Regions from separate parts of the Gossypium hirsutum genome. Here all the other regions are linked to region 3. A link is a contact called in public Hi-C data. All regions are on one chromosome and are shown on one strand. The core of a region is the stretch at or near the end of the contact, and the rest is flanking DNA. Distances in the headings are between cores, read along the strand shown.

The links. A called contact is a pair of places that touch in the nucleus more often than the background predicts.
Region 1: a Hi-C map of hypocotyl shows a contact between it and region 3, with 4 times the contacts expected there. The contact joins the promoter of LOC107918144 here to the promoter of LOC107960317 in region 3. A contact is called at or near these places in 7 of 34 Hi-C or Micro-C datasets (anther, fibers, hypocotyl and 2 more).
Region 2: a Hi-C map of leaf shows a contact between it and region 3, with 3 times the contacts expected there. The contact joins the promoter of LOC107918161 here to the promoter of LOC107960317 in region 3. A contact is called at or near these places in 8 of 34 Hi-C or Micro-C datasets (anther, hypocotyl, leaf and 1 more).

The regions. Positions count from the first base shown.
Region 1 is chrA01:42,860,595-42,864,052 of Gossypium_hirsutum_v2.1, reverse strand. LOC107918144 (40S ribosomal protein S15a-1) reads left to right here and starts at 1,529. Exons shown (of 4, transcript XM_016847675.2): 1 at 1,529-1,811; 2 at 2,583-2,736; 3 at 3,234-3,394. The coding sequence starts at 2,604. It overlaps LOC107918143, which reads left to right. Exons shown (of 5, transcript XM_016847674.2): 5 at 1-174.
Region 2 is chrA01:42,955,208-42,958,555 of Gossypium_hirsutum_v2.1, reverse strand. It overlaps LOC107918161 (transcriptional activator DEMETER), which reads left to right and starts at 1,293. Exons shown (of 21, transcript XM_016847693.2): 1 at 1,293-1,452; 2 at 1,884-2,656; 3 at 2,989-3,348. The coding sequence starts at 2,113. It overlaps LOC107918162 (a long non-coding RNA gene), which reads right to left. Exons shown (of 5, transcript XR_001689954.2): 1 at 3,229-3,348; 2 at 3,034-3,132; 3 at 2,457-2,670.
Region 3 is chrA01:43,606,544-43,609,799 of Gossypium_hirsutum_v2.1, reverse strand. It overlaps LOC107960317 (phosphatidylinositol-3-phosphatase myotubularin-1), which reads right to left and starts at 1,385. Exons shown (of 19, transcript XM_016896636.2): 1 at 1,002-1,385; 2 at 846-914; 3 at 519-593. The coding sequence starts at 1,112.

The DNA of each region.
Region 1 (3,458 bases), core at 280-2,779, 750 kb after region 3:
TTAATTCGAATGTACATTGTGTATGGTTGTAAGTTGTAACTTAATATAAAAAATAACTTTTCCATGTATTTGGTAGAAAAATCTGAAAACAACAAATATATATATGTATGGATCAGGAGAATGAAATGAGATGTTGGGTAAATGTAAAAATGGGATTTACATGGTTAGGAGTAAGTTAAATGGTGTATCTTTGATGCATTTGTATGGTGTTTTGTAGTTATTGACTCTCTTTCTTTTTGAAGTAAATTTACAAACCATATAGCCCCTTAGTAAATGATGAGTTCATTTTATGAATGTTGCAAGTCAGTCCCTTGATGAAACTTGGAATTTGAAGCCTTCTTTTTCATTGAAAAGTTCATATTTTCAGTTAGTATTAATTTCACTTATTTAATATTGAGTTAGATATGGATTCTTATAATTAGAAGGTATTCACGTCCATAGACCCACACTGTCCAAATAAAGGTTATCACTTTTTTCGGAAGCTTCAACTCGGGTGAATTGAATTTTACAAGTGAGCATCCATTTATCACTAATTCAATCATGACATACTAAAATTTTGCAAGTACACCTTCAAGGGATATAGTTTTAAAAAGTTAATTGGTAATAACTAAAAATTCCTAATTTTTTTTCTCTAAGCCATTTGTTTCTTTTTTCTTCTCATTCACTGTTTATGTTTTCTCTCTTTTTAATTTGCAGATCTATTTTGTGAGTATTTTTGTTGTCTTTTATAAGTTGTGATGATTAGATGACAGTGCTTGTCGTTCGTTAAAACTCCACCGGCCACCAATAGTTTTTCTTGAAAAGTGGGTGGTTTTTCGTCAACTTATCATTTTTTTTTCTTTTTTGAGAATATTTTAGACTAATAAATAATTTCACGTGTCGATTTGGACCTGTGTTGTTTTAAGTTTTATATGTTTTTTTGTTTGTTTTTCCCTTGTTTAATAAGTCTTCAGTTTTTGAAGTTTTTGTCTGCTCCTGTAATACATTTTTTCGTCTTGTTTATACATGTAATCTTAATTTCACAAATGATTTTAGGAATGATTTTGTTGTCGTCCTCTCTAGTTTGGTGAATGCTTGATTATTTTGTTGAATTTTGCTCGTTGCTTTGGACTATCTAGAGTTGATTTCCATATCGTATTAAGTGCTTGTAATCATTTAAGATACGTTGTGCTTGAGTTGTGATAAAGTCATTTATCAACATGTCATAATATTTTATTGATGCTGTGGCTAAAACCTTTGTTGTGTTAATGGAACTTGTCATTCATCATCTACGATGAATATTTGTTATTTATTTTTTTAAATTATATGATTTCATTCATTGAATGAATTTATCTTTAAAAATAAGAGAAAAATATTATATACTAAATCTAGAAAAAAAACCCAAACGTTATAAACCGCAATGATTAAATCTCTTATTAAGATTTCAAAAAATAGGGTTTAAATTCTATGATTATCGTCTTATTTTTTCATTTGTAATTTGTATCAATTTTTTTTTTATAAAAAAGACGACTCAAATTATAATAACTTTAAACATAACCCACAAAGCCGAAGGCGTGATTGACATTTTACTTTGTTTAAATCTGATAAGAGTTGAATCGATGCTTTATTTTAGGCCCAAACAGCTTAACTGGGTGAGGCTTTCGTATAATTTGTTCTGATGATTCCAGAAGGCCCGCATAAAACCCTAAGCCCTAAAAGTCTTACTATGTTGCACCCGCCCCTTTAAAAGGCAAAAACCCTAATTATTTGTCCCTCTTCACTCTCCTCAAGCAACTTTGACGCAGCTGCTATTTCTTTTTTGTGGTTTTCAGGTATGCTAGACGCTCCTCTCTTTTTTCTTTGTCGTTTTGTTTTTTCTATTCACCGTTCGTAGATCTTTATGCACATGCTTTTTATATTGTTAAATTTTTGTTACTGATCTTATATTCCATTTTCAAAAGCAAAACTGAAATGGTTTTCTTTAGGCTTATAGGAAAGTTAAGAAAGAACTCTTAGTGTTTGGTTTTCTTAAATGAGTGCTTTTAACATTTCCCACCCTTCTGCGTGCCTATATGCTAGCTAGCAATAGAAAATCTGGGTTTTGTTTGAAACCGAAGTCGTCATTTTCTACGTTTCGAATTTGAATCACCTTTGTAGATTGTTGAAACCTAATTCTTTAGTTTCTACGTTTCGGATTTGAATCGTCTGTAAAGACTGTTGGACTTTAGTTTCATCATAAAAAAGATTTGGATTTGAGTACTATCTAGAGTGATGCATACTTGTTACTAGAAAAAGTGAATATGGGTGTTGGTTGTAACTGAATTCTTCACTTTCCATGTTTCGAATAGCCTATGTAGATTGTTGGACTATATTTTCATCAGAAAAAAAAATTTTGATTTGAATATGATATAGATGGTTGCTCATTTTTAATAGAAAAAGAAAACCAGGGTTTTGGTTGAAACTGAATTCTTCACTTTCTACATTTCGAATTTGATTTATGCGTGTAGATTGTTGGATCTTAATTTCATCATAAAAAGGATGTAAAATTGAATATTATATAGATGAATGCTTCATTGTTACATATTTCATGTAAAAATCTGCAGCAGCAGCTTGTATTTGGAAGAATGGTGAGGGTGAGCGTTTTGAATGATGCACTCAAGAGCATGTACAATGCAGAGAAGAGGGGCAAACGACAGGTCATGATCCGACCGTCCTCGAAGGTGATCATTAAGTTCCTTTTGGTCATGCAGAAACATGGTAAGTTTCTATATGATCTCTACCTTTTATCCTTCATTCAAGTTGTAATTTACAGTACACGGGTATAGGTGTGAGTGTAGATGCGGGCATGTGTTGGATGTTGATAAGTTCAATTTTTTCTTTTATAAAATTTAAATAGCATTTAGATTGTTATATTTACGTATTCATGTTGTGTATGTGTTGGGTGAGCAACATAGGTTATGATTTGATTTATTGTAATATGAAGATGCAGGTACGTTTAGGTTTCACTGGCATTGCAGGTTATATAGTCTACCTTTTTTCTTTGTTCTATTTTAAACCTAGGTTGGGCATGCATGTTAGGGTTGGGTTCGTATCATATATGGATAAGTTAAACTTTATCTAAGCTTTTACAAGCACTTGTAGCTTCATATCTCTGTGCTCATGTTGGATTTGTGTCAGACAAGCTACATAATTTTTTATCTGATTCATGGTAATATGAAGATGCTAATACATTAGGTTTTTGATTGGCATTGCAGGTTATATTGGGGAGTTTGAGTATGTTGATGATCATAGATCTGGTAAAATTGTGGTTGAATTGAATGGGAGGCTGAACAAGTGTGGGGTGATCAGTCCTCGTTTTGATGTCGGTGTTAAGGAGATTGAGGGTTGGACTGCTCGGTTGCTTCCTTCAAGACAGGTTAGCTTAGAAACTTTTCAGTCTTTTAATCTCTATGTATAATGTTTTCCTTATACTGGAAATG
Region 2 (3,348 bases), core at 44-2,543, 650 kb after region 3:
AAATGAGAGAATATAGTACGTAACATCATGCAGGCAAGCATTTAAAATAACTTTTATTATTATTACGGTTTTTATTTTAATGTGGGCACCCCTTCTCTTTTTGGTTGTGGCAGTCCAGACTCCAGTAAGTAAAAAAAAGACCGGCCGGTTCAGTTCAAAGCTAAATCACGTGTTTAGGTCATGTGGACCAAAACCACCACGTGTTCCTCTTAAAACTGTTGTCTTTTTGGCAAGTGACATATAAAGTAAATAAAACAACAATTTTTTTAAAATAGAATATTATTATTATAACTATCAAGAAATATAAATTTATTAAGTCAGGCCTAAAATCCATGAAATTTCACCACCTGCCGTTTTCATATAGATTTGCTTCTAAAATCTATAATTCTAATTTAAACGTTTATAACCAATTTCTTTATTTTTAACACACACACAAAAAAATATATATATATACATATTTGAATGAAAATTGTACGGGACCATAAAAACTACTGTTTTAAACCTGTCCAATTTACATAGATTATTATTATTTCCACAAGTAACATGTGTTTTTATTTATTTATAACAGTAACTTCTTTTACCTCCATTAAAATGGGTTAAATAATTTCCCAATTTTAACATTCAAAACAATTTTATTACAAAAACATGAAGACAGATCCATCATTTCCAATGGTATTTGTCTCATTCTAACTACATTCAAATAAAACATATTTTTCTCTTTTTCCTTATGGTAACACAAAAAAGAAAAAAAACTCAACAGGGACCAGAGTTGCCTTGGATCAAGGAAAGAAAAGGTTTAGAATTTCATTAAAGTAAAAAATAAAATAAAATAAAATAAAATAAAAAATCACCACAAAATTTTAGAAATCATTTACTTCATCAATAATTATTATTTTTTTGAAAATGCAAAATTAAAAATTCACCACTTAATTTTCAAGAAAAAAAAAGTTAAAAGAACAACTAATATTCCTTGCTTCATTGCCAATATTTTTTAAAAAAGTAAGAAAAGCAAGAATACATGCTTGCAAAATATATTAAAATCATAAAAAAAAAAAGAAACACATGAAAACATGAGGTTGTTTAAATCCAACATCATATCAATTGAATCGAAGTTAAATTGGTTCTCCTATGAACCACTTAGAACCAATTGAATCGTAAAAAAAAGCGAACTAAATTTTCTTTATTTTATGAACTTTAAATAATTTATTTAACTAAACCGGATTCACGGAAATAAAGTAAGCATTAATACACTAATAAATAATTTAGGGGTGCCCAGTTTTGTAAAACACTAAGTGGAGTGCCCAAAGTGGTAGTTTTAAATTTGATGAATTAAAGTTTTTCATTTTTTTCTCTCTCTTATTTTTTTCTCCTGGTTTTACCATAGAAACTGACTGGTTTTTTTCCGGCATTGACTATGCTCTGAAACCAAAGCTGACCCAGAACAACATAACGGTGAGATTACGCTAAGCATTAATATGTATTTTTTTTTATATAAAATTTTGGACATTGATTTATGGTTTTAGCTTGGTTCATGTACATTGGCATAAACTCAATTCAGCTGTTATTTCTTTAATATCATCAACAAGAATCTTCGAAGATATTAGCTAATTCTTTTAGTTAACAAATCCTGATTTAATTATGTGAGTAATACAATTTATTTTTGTTCACAGAAATTGAATTACATGACTTTTTTGCTTTTATCTAGTTTCCCATTTCGTTCATGCTTTCCATATTTTTCCAGGACAGAAATGGTATGTTAACTTTTTATTAGTTGTTGGGAATTTATTTGGAAATGGCTTTCTAAATCATTTATTTATATCTTAGATGCTGATTTGTTATGCTAGTTTTCTACCTGAGACATTTCTTTTATAAATTATTTTCAGGTGTTTCTGGGTTTTTTTTATGTTGAGGATGTTAGGTGGAGATTGGGTGATTTGGGAGGAAAGGATAAAGCAATGGGGTGGGAATTTTTTCTTGAGAATATTGGAATTTTGGTGATTTTCCTGGAAATTTTTCAGGAATTGGACCTTCTTTAGAATTTAAAGTATTTTTTTCCAAGAATAAAAAGTGGAAGAAAGAGCTGGTTCAAGGATTTTTGCGTTACAATCCAAGATGAATTTTGGTGAAGATTTTTCAATTCCACAGGGAAAAGAATTCGAGTTTACGGATTCTTGGATACCGGTAACCCCACAAAAGCCTATCCCAACAGGATCGAATCCGATCCAGGTGAACGGGCAAGGGAACCAGTTTGGAAATGAAAATTGGCAGGAACTTGCTGAATTTCCTACGGGATATGTTCAAGATATCCTAAATAACAATGGAGTTGCTCACAGTTTCAACCAGGATCAATATTTTGGCAGCATAAATTTAGCAAAGAATAACAGGATGATCAATAACATTGCAGGTTCTTATAGACTTGTTCTTCAAAATGAAAGCTCGAGTTGGAATGATCATACCTGGGCAAATCTTCTGGCAACCAGAAATGCCGCAGATGGTTTTGCCTCTGCAAACAGAATCGCCAGCTTAGGCAGCGGTAATACACTGCCAATTCCGAATTTGCATCCTCAAGACGAAAACTGGAGACGTTCCAGCTCACACCAATCCTCAAGTTCGCACTTCATGAGAAATACCGACGGCTTCCTCCAGATGCCGCAATGTAAGTGGTTAAACCTGTTTAAAACAGAAAATTGTGCAAATTTTCATTTTACTTCCAAACACAAGTATATGGCAATTGATTTTACTGTTTCTTTTACTATAGTAGTTCAGAGTTCATATGTAACAGACGGTTTGCGCTTATCCTGCAGAACTTTGTAATTTTTCATTATTGCAGATTCTCTTTATTAAGCTAACAGAATTCAATAAACTTTATATGAAATTGTGCAAGTCCGTTACAATGCCATGGAAAACGCGTCACGACAACATTGGTTCAACCAAATGTGCTTGATTCTCGTCATTAGTAAATCTGTTTATTGAATGTTACTTTTACAGATGGATTTCCGATACCTTCTATGCCAATCTGCAATTTAAACTCACCAGCGAGGACAGAAGTCGGTGCACCCTCTCATTTCAACACCTCATTTCAATCCTTGCTAGCAACACCAGATCAAACACAGAAGACAAGGAAGCAGAATCCTGCAGCAGACGAAAACTCAGTTTCTGAAAAGGAGCAGGAAAGTATAATTGTATGCAATAAAAAGGAATTTTCTCAACAGAACTGTGATCTCTTACAGAATATTGTCAATTCATCATCTGTGATCATTTCAGCACCAATGGAGGAAAAGGACTCTGAAAGGGGAAGTGTCCAAGGTATAGATCTGAATAAGACTCCCCAGCAAAAACCACCTAAAC
Region 3 (3,256 bases), core at 136-2,635:
TCATCTTCTCTACATAAACAACCATCATGCAGAATAATTTCATAACAAAACAAGACATCTCATAAAGAAATAATTAAGCATATTAGATTGTGAGATCAACGATTTCTGTACCGATACCAATATCAAATCATACAGTAAGCAAAAACCTATAATTTCCGAATTAAGAGTAATTGGGTGAGATCAACCTAAAACAAAAGTTAAAGCATGATAATTAGACATGGATTAAATTGGAGCATTCAACCTATTTACTTAAAAAAAAAAAACCAGAGATTGAACTACATTATTAGATATCAAGTAACTGTGTAAGTTGTTAGGTGCTTAGAATTAGAGCTAATTTTCTATAATCTTACATGTAAATGTAATCTATTTCAAGTTCAAAATATACAAATATATATCCATTCTGCAACCCAGTATCCTTTCACTCACCCAATATGCTAACATGATGCTGTCATATGTTGCCAAAATGCTAGATGGCAACAATTTACCAAATACTAAATTTCATAAGGTAAATGACTCACGAGAAAGAGAAGACGAAAGTTGGTAACAAACAAGGTTCCAGCCTCATCGGTATTAACAAGAACAACACCATGGCCCTGGAAAAAAGAAGTAAATTAAAAATGGCATTACTTATGCTATAAAAATGGCATTACTTACGCTATCCTTTTTATAACAATAAAATTATTTATTTTAAAAAAAATAAATTAAAAATCACTGAATTTCTCGTTTCAGTTGAAATAATAATTTGTGATCTAAATTATTTGTTACAAAATGCCTGCACCAATAATTCAAATTGCGCGCCCACTTAATTCAAGGAATTTAAAACAAAACAAATGATCCTTAATTACCTCATCTAGAACTCGCTCAGCTTCAAGCAAAAACTCGAAATTGGCATGTGAAACCGACCTCGTAACTGGCTGCAATTGAAATCGATCAACTAATCAAGCCTTAAAAAGAAAACCCTACAATTGGAAACATGAATTTTCCAAAAAGAAAAAGAAAACCTCAATTTTGGTCCATTCAAGGGTGTCCCAACTACCAGCACCGTCCAACCTTTCGCAACCGATAGAAATGTCTCTGGCGGAGACCGATCGGGACGGCCTCGATGCAGCCATAGCCGGTGATTATTGAGTTCAATTTTCAGCGCTTTTTTTAAGGGGGAAAAATGAAAATTAAAAAGTAAAGAAGTGATTGAAAGGAATGATATTGGGGAGAGAAAGTAGAGGAAAGAGACGTGCGGCAAAGGGAGGGTTAAGTTTTCGGCTTTTCGGCATCGCCACATAAACAACAAATGCGTGATGGGTTAGTTTGATGATTTCATCATTCAATTTCGATCCAACAAACCATTTATGTAGGACTCAATTTTACATCTAACCTTGTTTTTGCGGGTGACAGAACCGATCATTCCATTCAATTCAATAATTTATTAAAATAAAATATTAAAAAATAATTCAACCTTTAATTCAAATAAAATTTTAATCTAATCTATCAGTTTAACCGAATTTTGAAAATTATGACATTCATATCAACTTATATATTGGTTTTCTTAATTAAATAGTTTTCTTTTTCTAAAAATTAATTACATGATCCATACCTATAAATGTTAACATGCATAATTTATAAATTTATTATTTTACTTTTCTAATTATGAGTTTGGATTTGTAAGTTAATCTGCGGATAGTGTAAAAATAACGGTAATGATAAGATTAAATATTGTAATATAAGATAAAAATAAATTAAATATATTGTACTGTACCGCCTTGCCCATTTAAACCACATTAAATCTTAAAGGAACAAACGATTGACTAAACTATTTATTTATAAAGTTTGGATGATATTAATTCATTTACAATTAGTAAAGTTTTGATCAGTTTTATTATTTGTATTATTCAAATTAGTTAATTTTAATTTTGCACTTTTTAAATTTTGGAATTTTAGTTTTATTAAAGGATTATAGTTAAATTTGTTTGATTAATTATGTTATTTGTCTCATATTATGTGTAAAGTTATAGATTTAGTCAATGCTTTCTAACTAGATTACTCTTAATTCTATTTTTCAAAATTTGAAATTATAATCTTATTGCAAAATAGTAGTTGTTAAATCTATTAACTAGTTTTTGAGTAAATAATATGTGTAAATAGTAAATTAATATGGTATTACACAAGTGGCAATATATCTGCAGTATCAAAATTTGGAAATAGCATAACTTGATTAATTTAATAACTACTATTTAGTTAGAACTAAAATTTTAATTTTTTTAAAGTATAAGAATGAAAAATAAACAAAGTAAAGTACATAGACTAAATTCACAACTTACGCATAATATAGTGACTAATACTTTTCAAATTTTAAAATTTAGTATTTATGTAAATGACAAGTGACAAGTATTAAATCTCTTAATATGTGAAAACAGAAAAGCCAACATAGCATGATGTTAGTAATACGACAAGAATTGAAGTATATAATCTAAATCTATAACTTACTTGTCATACAAAGACTAATAATATAAATTAATATAAAATTTTTAATTGAGTTAACACTGAGACACCATTACATTTAATTGAGAAAGGAGTAAAAATTCATTTAAAAAAATAAATGTATTAAATTATTTATATTTGATGATTTATAATTTTTTAAAATAAAATAGTTTAAACCACAGCCTTAAAAGAAATCTTAAATGGGTGGTTTATTTGATTTTGATGTTAAATTTAAAATAGATGAGCAGGTTGCATGCTAATGTTAATATTATATATTTCTTATATAATATTTTATTTATCTGCTAGTGAGTATCACATAATTTAAATTTATTTTATATTTTTAAGTTATAGAGTTGATTAAACTCATTTGATTTTTTAAAGATAAAAATGTATTAGTTGATGGAATCTTAATTCGATTGGTATTAGTATTGTTGTAAATATAGGAGAACGTGAGTTTGAGTGTACTAAAACGCATTATTCTTCTATTTATGAGTTGAGGAGGGACTATAAATAATTCTAGGTATCATGTAAAAAATATCAATAAGAATGTTTACAATACTTCTCTAAAGTTTATATTTATAAACAATAGAAGTATACATGATATAAAATACTGCTTCTAATAAATAAAATTTATTTTTTATATAATATTTTATGTTTTTTTAGACTAACTTAAATGCAATTTTTTATTTTATATTAAATAAAATTAAGATTCGTTCATTTGAATAATTGTGTATTCTTAATCGCACATTCACCTTTAATTAGAATTGACACTTCAACAAAA